Linked DNA regions of Canis lupus: region 1 is linked to region 2. The links are chromatin contacts, called in public Hi-C maps. All regions are on one chromosome and are shown on one strand. Each heading gives the region's core, a stretch centred on a gene start, on an enhancer-like site or on the middle of the called end of the contact. The rest is flanking DNA. Distances are from core to core; before and after follow the strand shown. Region 1 holds the start of VAV3 (guanine nucleotide exchange factor VAV3). Region 2 has its middle 72 kb from the start of SLC25A24.

Region 1 (4,586 bases), core at 994-3,493, 150 kb before region 2:
CATTGTTAACATCCAAACAAAGGTTAGAAGATTAAAAGCGAGAGATCCTCAGCTGTCCAGAGAAATTGATTATTGAGAACAACTTATTGAACAAGCTTTGAGGGTTCCAGGAAACTGAAGTTTCAGGAAGAGCACACAATACTGTATTCCCTGCTGCTGGACCAAGGCATCCTGACCCGCACTGTCTCCTGAGACCATAGGCCAGGTGGAAAATGGTGATCTGTAAAAACTGGACAACCAACTGCAGCTCCCTATAGAACGTTGCTCAGAATAGCAACTTCTAGGTCAGTGGAAAGGTCTGTTAGACTGCTTCACGGGATATCCAGAATCGAGACAACTCTGAAGGGGTCCACAGATTTAGCAATCATCACCCGGGATTATGGGAAAGTCTGAAATAATTTATAGCCCTTCTAAATTCATGTGGTTCTCACCACTTACAAGCCTGCTCGGTCTTGGGGACTGCTAACCAGCTGACTGAAGGCAGACAGGACAAGCAAGGGACGCAGAACGTGGGGTGCACAGGGATTCTGGTGAAATGCTGACATCAAGAAGAGAAGATGAATGTGCGTGCTCCAACTTTAAATGCATCATTATTAAACTCTATGAAGTCAGTTCCATTGTAAAAGGCAGTGCTCTAGTTGCCGGTAGCTGAGGCCCTATCACTCAGGATTAGTGATAACTAACGTGTGTCTTGGAGGGGCTCCTCCCCCCTCTTAAATTGAGGACGGTTTTCTATAGGACAGAGAGAAAACAAAGGTGCTGAATGGGGTTTAGGATCTTTCTGCACGGAACCTTTCTGACAGAAGCACGAAAGTACTGCGCCTCGGAGCTGGGACTTTGGAGTTGCCTCCAGATGCGCACGGCCCCCAGAGTCCGAGTTGGTTCGGTCTGTGAAACCCCTGGAGGAGGCCCCTGGGCGCTAGGCTGCACCGGGCCACCTGGGCGAGCACCGGGTGAAGGAAGCACAATCTCTAGCGAAACTTCTCGTTTCCCGTCGCCGCTGGGGAGGCCGGGCGCGCCACAAACAGCGGCTGCCAGCTGGCCGCCGGCTCCGCGGGCTTCCCGGGACCGCCCGCCGCCCCCAGGGCCGCCGCCGCACGCGTAACGGTCCCGGAACGCCCTGCGCTTCCTACGCTCGCCCTCGGGTCGTGGTTCCTCTTTCAAGAAGACACGGGGACGGGCCGCAAAGCAAAGAGCAGACTAAACGCAGTCACCCCCATCGTCTCAGTGTCTCCCTCAGCAGCGGTGACAGAAAGGCCGGAGCAAACTCCTTTTGTTGCGCGACTCCCGAGCGCACCGAGGAGGGGACGGGCACCCGGCGAGGGTCGCCGCCGCCGCCGTCCGGGAGGCCCGCAGGAGGGGCCCCGCGCCGCCCGCACCCACCCGGCGTCGGCCAGGGCCCCGCGCCGCAGCCCGTCGGGCCGAGGTCCCCGGCGAAGGCGGCCCCGGCCCCGCACCCAGATGTGTGCATTTACACAAAGAAATTAGCCGGCTGGGGGGGGCTGCCGGCGGGGGGGCCCGGCTGGTGGGGGGGGCCCGGCTCGGGGGCGGGGGGGCTGCCGGCGGGGGAGGTCCCGGCTGGGGGGGCTGCAGGCTGGGGGGTCCCGGCTGGGGGGGTCCCGGCTCGGGGGCGGGGGGGCTGCCGGCGGGGAGGTCCCGGCTGGGGGGGCTGCCGGCTGGGGGATCCCGGCTGGGGGGTGGTCCCGGCGCGGGGCGGGGGGGCTGCCGGCGGGGAGGTCCCGGCTGCGGGGTGCTGCCGGCTGGGGGGTCCCGGCTGGGGGGGTCCCGGAGCGGGGGCGGGGGGGCTGCCGGCGGGGAGGTCCCGGCTGGGGGGGCTGCCGGCTGGGGGATCCCGGCTGGGGGGGGGTCCCGGCGCGGGGCGGGGGGGCTGCCGGCGGGGGAGGTCCCGGCTGCGGGGTGCTGCCGGCTGGGGGGTCTGGCTGGGGGGCGGCTGCCTGCGGGGGGCGGGCGCGGGCCTCCCTACCTGGGACATCTGCGGCCTCAGGTTGATCTCCTTCAGGTTGATGGCGTGCGCCCGCAGGTTGTTGAGGAGCTGGCACAGCAGGACCCCGTCGCGGAGGGTCTGCGCCAGGTCGAACACCTGCGCCGAGTCCCAGGTCACGCGGTGGTTGGCGGGCAGCACCTTGCAGTGGATGAGCCACTGCGCGCACTGCTTCCACGGCTCCATGCCCGACGGCTCCGGGACGCGGCCCGGCCGGGGCAGGCGGCGACGCTGCGGCCGCGCTTCCTCCGCGCCCCGCCGACGCCGGCGGCCGGCCCCCGCCCGGAGGGGGGCGCGGGGGCGCGGGGGCGGCCGGCTCGGGGGCTGCGCGCGGGGCTCGGCTCGGGTCCCCGCCCGGCTGCTCCGCCGCCCGGCCGCCGCTGCAGCGAGTCCCGCGCGCTCTCCGTGCGCCCCGGCCGGCTCGGCGGCGGCGGCGGCGGCGGCGCACAGGCTTCCGACTCGCGAGCCCGGCGCCCGGCGACTGAGCATGCCCAGCGCGCCGGCCGGCCCGCCGCCGGCCGCCAGTCCCCGGGGGCGCCTGGGGTCGGGGCGGGGGGGAGGGGGGACCCGGTGCCCCCGCCCACCTCGAGCCCGCAGGTTGGAGGAGCGCCCCCGTGCACACGCGCGGAGACACACACGGACGCACGCGCACACACAGGCGGGCACACGCGCGGAGACACGCACACACGCGCGCGGGCACACACACGCGCACACACGCGCGCGCCCGGAGGTCTTCCGTCGGGACGGCCGCCGGGTTGGGGAGCGGGGAGGGGGGCTGAGCACCGCAACCCTGCGGACTTCGCGCCGGACCCCCGCCTCGAGGGCGACGGCCGTTCTATTAAAGGGTCCGAGGGCAGCGAAAGACGGTCGGGGCCCCAGGACTCCCCAGGAAGTGATACAAGGGCCCAGGGCACCTCGAGGACGCAGCGCTTGAAGTTCCACGGATCGGCGCCCCCACCCCTACCCGGCCTGGCCTCTAAACCCTCTTCCTGCGGAGAAGTCCCCGGTCTCCGAGTTAGTTGCTGGGAAGGGTGTTTGGACACCGGGAAAGTGTGCGGAGACGCCTGCGCCCCACCCCGCGCCCCGCCGCGCCCCCGCGCCCCGCGCCCGCTCTGCCCCCGGCCCCGCGGGCGGCGGCAGACAGCGGCCCGCGGGGCGCCCGGAGCGCAGGCAGCCGACCGCGCATGCGCCGAGGCCGGCCGGCCGAGCGCGGTGCGGGGCCCCGGGACCCCGGAGCTGACCCGGAGGCGCAGGCACGTCCCCTCCGTCCTTGGGCTCCGGGGTGCCCCGTTTTACTCCCACTGCCCCTCAAAACCAGAAACCATGTTTAAGCTGTTGATGGCAAGAGCCTAGCACGTTGAACTCGCCCTGTTCTGTACATGTGATCGTGGCTCTCCCTTTCCAGATGTAGTATTTTAAATCTTGAAAATAAAGACAAAAAATGAAATGGGATTTTAGATTTTTCTTAGTGTAGGGCACTTCGGTAGCTCAAATTTTCTATTATGAACCCATCTGATTTCATTCGAAGGTGAAAAAAAATTTTAAGTATATCTGATCTGTTAAGGACAGGGATTGTGTCCTTTTCCATTAGCCTGTGAAAATCGTAGCACCCTGTGTAACGGGTGTTAAACAATAAATCAGCTGGAGGATTTCCTTTCCTCACATGCATCCTTCCCCAGCAATTTCCCCTTGTGTTCAATCCAGATTACATCAATGGCACCATGTTTCCTAAACTACAATTTTGGCAAATAAATCATACTAAACTACGTATTTTTAGAAACGAAATAAAACACATCTAAATCACCATGTAATACATGATCCTGCATAAAGAGAAATTGGAAAAGAAGTTGCATTTAAAAAAGCCCTAGAAGCATAAATTCCATTTATGTAACATTAGATCACCCTTGGTATTTGAAGGACATGTCCAAAACCCAGATAACATACACTATATCAAGAGGCAGAGCTGGACTTAGAGCTTGAGTGTGGCTAGGTTCTACTAAAATGACCTTAAGAAAATTACCTCTAGAAAATGCCTCTAACCCTTCATTTCCATATATGAAAAATGGGAAAAATAATCCCTCATAGATAGTGTTGTCAGGATCAGATAATACAATACCTTGCTCTTCAGAACGCAGTTTATAGGTCTGCAGCACCACCCGAGAGCTTGGTGGAAATGGAGACTCTCAGGCTCTACCTCCAGACTGAATGAATCCGAGCCTACCTTTTAACAAGATCCCCAGATGACACGTATTTATGCTAAAGTCCGAGAAGCACTGATATGATGCATAAAACATGTGGTACCGACCACTTAGTAAGACCTCCATAAATATGAACCAATAGCTTTTAGTTCACAAAAATACAGCAATGACCAAATTGTATTTAATTTTTTTTACAATTCATATATAATGTAATATATATACTATTACTTCAAAACATAATGCTCCTCAAATGCAGTGAACCAGAGAGTGGAGAGAAGGGCAAGAGGAAGAGCTATGGAAGGGCCTAGAAGAGAAAGTAGGTGAGAAGTTCAGGGATCTTCAAGTAAACAAGGAGCTAGTGGCAATATGCGAGTCATGTGGAACTC
Region 2 (4,614 bases), core at 1,280-3,779:
TAAAAGGTAACATTGAGGAAGGGTTGGTATGACAAAGGCCAATTAAAACTCAACTTTGGGGATGCCTGGGTGGCTCAGCGGTTAAGCGTCTGCCTTAGGCTGAGGTCGTGATCCTGGGGTCCTGGGATTGAGTCCCGCATGGGGCTCCCTACGTGGAGGGTAGGAAGAGGGTAATGGAATAATAATGATAATATTAATACAGGTAGCTTCGGCTTATTGGGTATCTACTCCATGCAACTCATCTCATATATGTCATAACCTTAACCTCTCAACAAGCCTATAAGGAGGGCCATGTGATCCGTGTGATCTAAGAGGGGTTGCATGACCATACTCAAAACTACACATGCCAGACAAAGGTGCCAGACAAAGATGCCTGAATTCCATCACCAGGATCATAAACTGCTGGTGCTATTTGGAAGACATGTTATTGGAGGCAAGAAGGGGCCTCAACTTCATGATTCCGGCATAAACCACCTCGGGTTTTATTATTATTTATTATTATTATTATTGTGTTCCAATAATAATAACCCAACAATTCCATTGTTCATTATTCCATTTATTATTATTATATAATATATAATATATAACATATATTATATAATATATAATATCCATTATATTATTATTATAATTCCATATTATTATTCCATTCTCCCTCTGCCTGTGTCTCTCTCTCTCTCTCTGTGTGTGTCTCTCATGAGTAAATAAATAAAATCTTTTTAAAAATCTCAGCTTTGAGGCAAACATCTGGTCAAGGTATGGACATTTGAATTCAGAGATCAAATCCTTCAAAATGATAATGGTGGTAGGGAACAGAGGTTGAATTAGCACTGTGGCAATCAGTAAACCCTTTTGTTGGAAAATTGGCTCAGGGAAAAGATACTGTGCCTATCTGGGATTTGAATTTTGGTTTTTTTAAACACAGATACAAAGATTAGAAAAAGGTGACCAACTTTTTGTAAATTTGAAAACCAGATGAAACATACTATTCCTAGGGGGGAAAAAGTCCCCACCAACAATAACTGAATAGAAAATCTGAATATTTCTACAGCCATTATGTAAATTTAATTAATATTTAAAAACATTCCCCAAAAGAAAAGTAGACCCTGGGAGCTTCACAGGCAAATTCTACCAAATATTCAAGTAAAAAATAACTCTAATCTTACATAAACTCTTCCACAAAACATGAAAAGAAGAAATGTTACCCAATTCATATTCTGAAGCTGCCAAAATTCCATACCCAGAGTGAAAGTTTGGCTTAAAAATAAACATCAAGCAATCTAAATGATCATTTCAATAGATATAAGAAAAGCAATCAATAAAATTCAATACCCACTCATGATTTTAAAAAGAAAACCTTAAGAAATTAGAAATAGAAAGTCTCCAACTTATCAAAGGATATCTAAAAATAACTGATAGCAAAGCATACTTAAATGTAGTGCTTTCAGCATTTCACTATCTGGTACAAGACATGGATGCCTATTCAATACTGCTTCTACTTAACATTTTACTGAGATCTTAGCCTGTATAGTAAGACAAGAAAAGATACCAAAAACGGTCTTAAAAGGAATAAATATGTCAGTGTTTGCGTCTCCTATGATTGTCTACATAGAAGTCCAAAACAGCTGCAAATTATTAGTAATAGAGCTTAACAGTTCCTGCTTACAAACCCATAGAAAAATGCCAATGGTCTGCAACTTCATCAATCAGTCAAGAAGTCATAAGTTCTTAAGATACTTTTTTTTTTTAAATGCATTTGGCTAGGGAAAGAAACTAACAAAAGATGTAAAACATTTTACTGAAAAAAATATAAAACTTTATTGCAAGACTGTGAGAGACCTAAGTGAAAGAAGAGATATGCAATTTTCTTGGATAGAAAGATTTAATATAATGAAGTTAATTCTCACCAAAATGATCTTTAGATTCACTTACATACTTCTCAGAGTCCCAAAATATTGTTCCGAAAAACTAAAAAAGGAAAGTTAACACAAATGTCAGGGTAGTTTCCTTTGGGTGGGGCTGAGATGAGAATTAAATTAGGAAGGGGTTCACAGGAGGTTTCTGAGCTCTTAGTTTCTGTTCCTTAAACTAAGACAACAGCTATGCACGTCTTTGTTTTATTATTTTTCATTAAACTTTACATTTGTGTTTTATACACTTTTGAGTGTACATTTCAAAATTAAGATTTTAAAAAATAATATTAGTAAATAATTTGCCCAAATTGTCTACCAGCCTATGGTTCCCTAAAAAATTCCTGGTAATACTAACCCATTAGACTTAGCAAGTACCAAGAGGGTCGACACTTCTTGTTCTTCATCATATTTTCCATTGTCTAGTAAAGTACCTGGGATGGCAAAATAGCTCCATAAATATTTTTTTAATGAGCGAATAAACAAAGCCTCATTAATCCTCTATACTGGCATGCATCCATGCCAAAGCCAATTATTCTCATCCTTAGAACTATGCTTCATATTCATGTATCTCTAAGCCCTGCTGCTGTTCCTATTATTTCCTGCCCACTGTCTACTGGATTTCCTCTCTGCTGAAATGCTTGATTCACTTCCTCATATATGTTTAATGAAGTTGTCAGCAAAGCACTTTCTCATCAGACAGCCTGGCTTACATTTTATTTAAGGTCTTATTAGCATGCCTAATTCTACTTCCAGAAAACACAGTTAATTAAACTACCAAATCTGTGAGTGTGGCCTGGCATCACTCTTGGCATTCAGTAGCATTTACACACCAAGGGAAATTGAGGAACCCAACCCCTCTGCTGGGACTTGAGTAGCATGGCAAGAACTGGGGCTTGTCCAGGAAGAAGGAACTGAGGCAGTAGTTGGACCACTCACAAGCTTGGGCTCAGATACCAGCAGCAGCAGTGACAGGAGCCCGTCCATTGTAGCCCCTGGCAACAAATACCTGAGGCTCAAGGCTCTGGGTTCAGTACCCACGAAAAGCTACCATTGCACAGTATTTCTCCCTAGGAGTTTAGCACATTTTTAAAAGGAGACTTATGGTACCCTCCATACTTCCCATGGGCTCATGTTCATAAGGGTTTTGGGATGATGACCATGGCAGAGTAATCTCAAGCAAGTTTGGGGGATTTCTGGGCCTTTTGGGGATAAACTGGGGGTCTGGGGCAGATGAGGCAAGTTGACACACATCCAGATTAGCCCACTCTCAGGTAGCCCTGGAGACCTGACTCTATCAGAGGTTCCTCCTCCTACCATTCCTCCCCAAGCTTCCCTCCAGGGTCCAAGGCTACATATATAAATTGAGTTCCTGCAAGGCCCAAAACTCCCCAAAAAAGATATGCAGATTAAACTCTAAATGTGGTTCTGGGCTTTTTAGATATAGAAACATAACAAATTCAGAATAGGAAAGTAAACTTCATAGAACTCTAGTCCTCGGGTCTCAGTTGCTTCCCGAGGTGGTTTATGCCGGAATCATGAAGTTGAGGCCCCTTCTTGCCTCCAATAACATGTCTTCCAAATAGCACCAGCAGTTTATGATCCTGGTGATGGAATTCAGGCATCTTTGTCTGGCACCTTTGTCTGGCATGTGTAGTTTTGAGTATGGTCACGCAACCCCTCTTAGATCACACAGATCACATGGCCCTCCTTATAGGCTTGTTGAGAGGTTAAGGTTATGACATATATGAGATGAGTTGCATGGAGTAGATACCCAATAAGCCGAAGCTACCTGTATTAATATTATCATTATTATTCCATTATCCTCTCACCTTGCCTTCTGGCCTTGCAGAGATCATCTCTTCCTTCCTTCCCATAAGTGCTCAATGAGACTTAAGCATTGACTTGACTCTCAAGTCAGAATATTCTGGGTTCCAATTATGACTCTGCTAATTAATAGGACTATGTCCTTAAGCAAGTCACTTACCTTCTTGAAATCCACAGGAATAATATTAGCACCAACCTCCAAAAATCCTCATCAGTTAATTCATGGAATCAGTTTGTTTAGTTCTCTGTAAACAATAATCAGTATTATTATCTCCTCAATCCCTCAGCTCAAATTCCTAGTATCCCAATGCAGATAATTTATACTAAGAAACAAATTATGAACAGATTTAGGCCGAAGAGTAGATTATTTGTTAACCAAGAAAAAACTCTTGTTAGTGGGAACACCAGAAAGACACTTTTGAACCGGAGGCTCTCCTGGCCTCCTAGGTCCCTCTCTCCATACCCATGTGCTTGAGAGCACAGCCTCAGAACTGCTCCTGATGTCCAAGAGGAGCCTGGTGCCTGCTCTGAATGCTTGGAGACCAAAAAAGACTATTCCTGTTCATATTCTTAGATGAGTACAACAAGGGTTATTAAGCAATTATTTCCTTGATATGATACTCTCTTCACTTTTTTTTTTTTTTTTTTTTTTTTGGCATTTGTTCCCTCTTTTCTTACTTTGGCAATTTAACATCTCTAATTAAAGATAATTCTGTAACCCAGAACCACTCTGAGTGTATCTTGCACATCTACCCTGGGGACACATAGGGTATTGCCAAGGCTCACTTTGCACAGTGCCCCTGAGCCTTGTGGGAACGGGATGTTGTGAGGGGTAAAAGGGGGTGTCTTTGACACTGTTTAAGGGCAGGCAGATCTG

What was found. A called contact is a pair of places that touch in the nucleus more often than the background predicts.
Region 1: a contact with region 2 is called in a Hi-C map of blood, with 1.8 times the contacts expected there. The contact joins the promoter of VAV3 here to the enhancer-like site in region 2. A contact is called at or near these places in 3 of 9 Hi-C or Micro-C datasets (amygdala and blood).

The regions. Positions count from the first base shown.
Region 1 is chr6:44,056,835-44,061,420 of UU_Cfam_GSD_1.0, reverse strand. VAV3 (guanine nucleotide exchange factor VAV3) reads right to left here and starts at 2,243. Exons shown (of 27, transcript XM_038541166.1): 1 at 1,985-2,243. The coding sequence starts at 2,188.
Region 2 is chr6:43,906,321-43,910,934 of UU_Cfam_GSD_1.0, reverse strand. No RefSeq gene overlaps it. Among named protein-coding and RNA genes, the nearest start is that of SLC25A24, 72 kb to the right of the region's middle. Within about 2 kb of position 2,529, at least 2 of the 20 cell types and tissues checked have an H3K27ac peak or open chromatin away from gene starts, as enhancers often do. A contact at or near this core is called in blood, where this site is marked.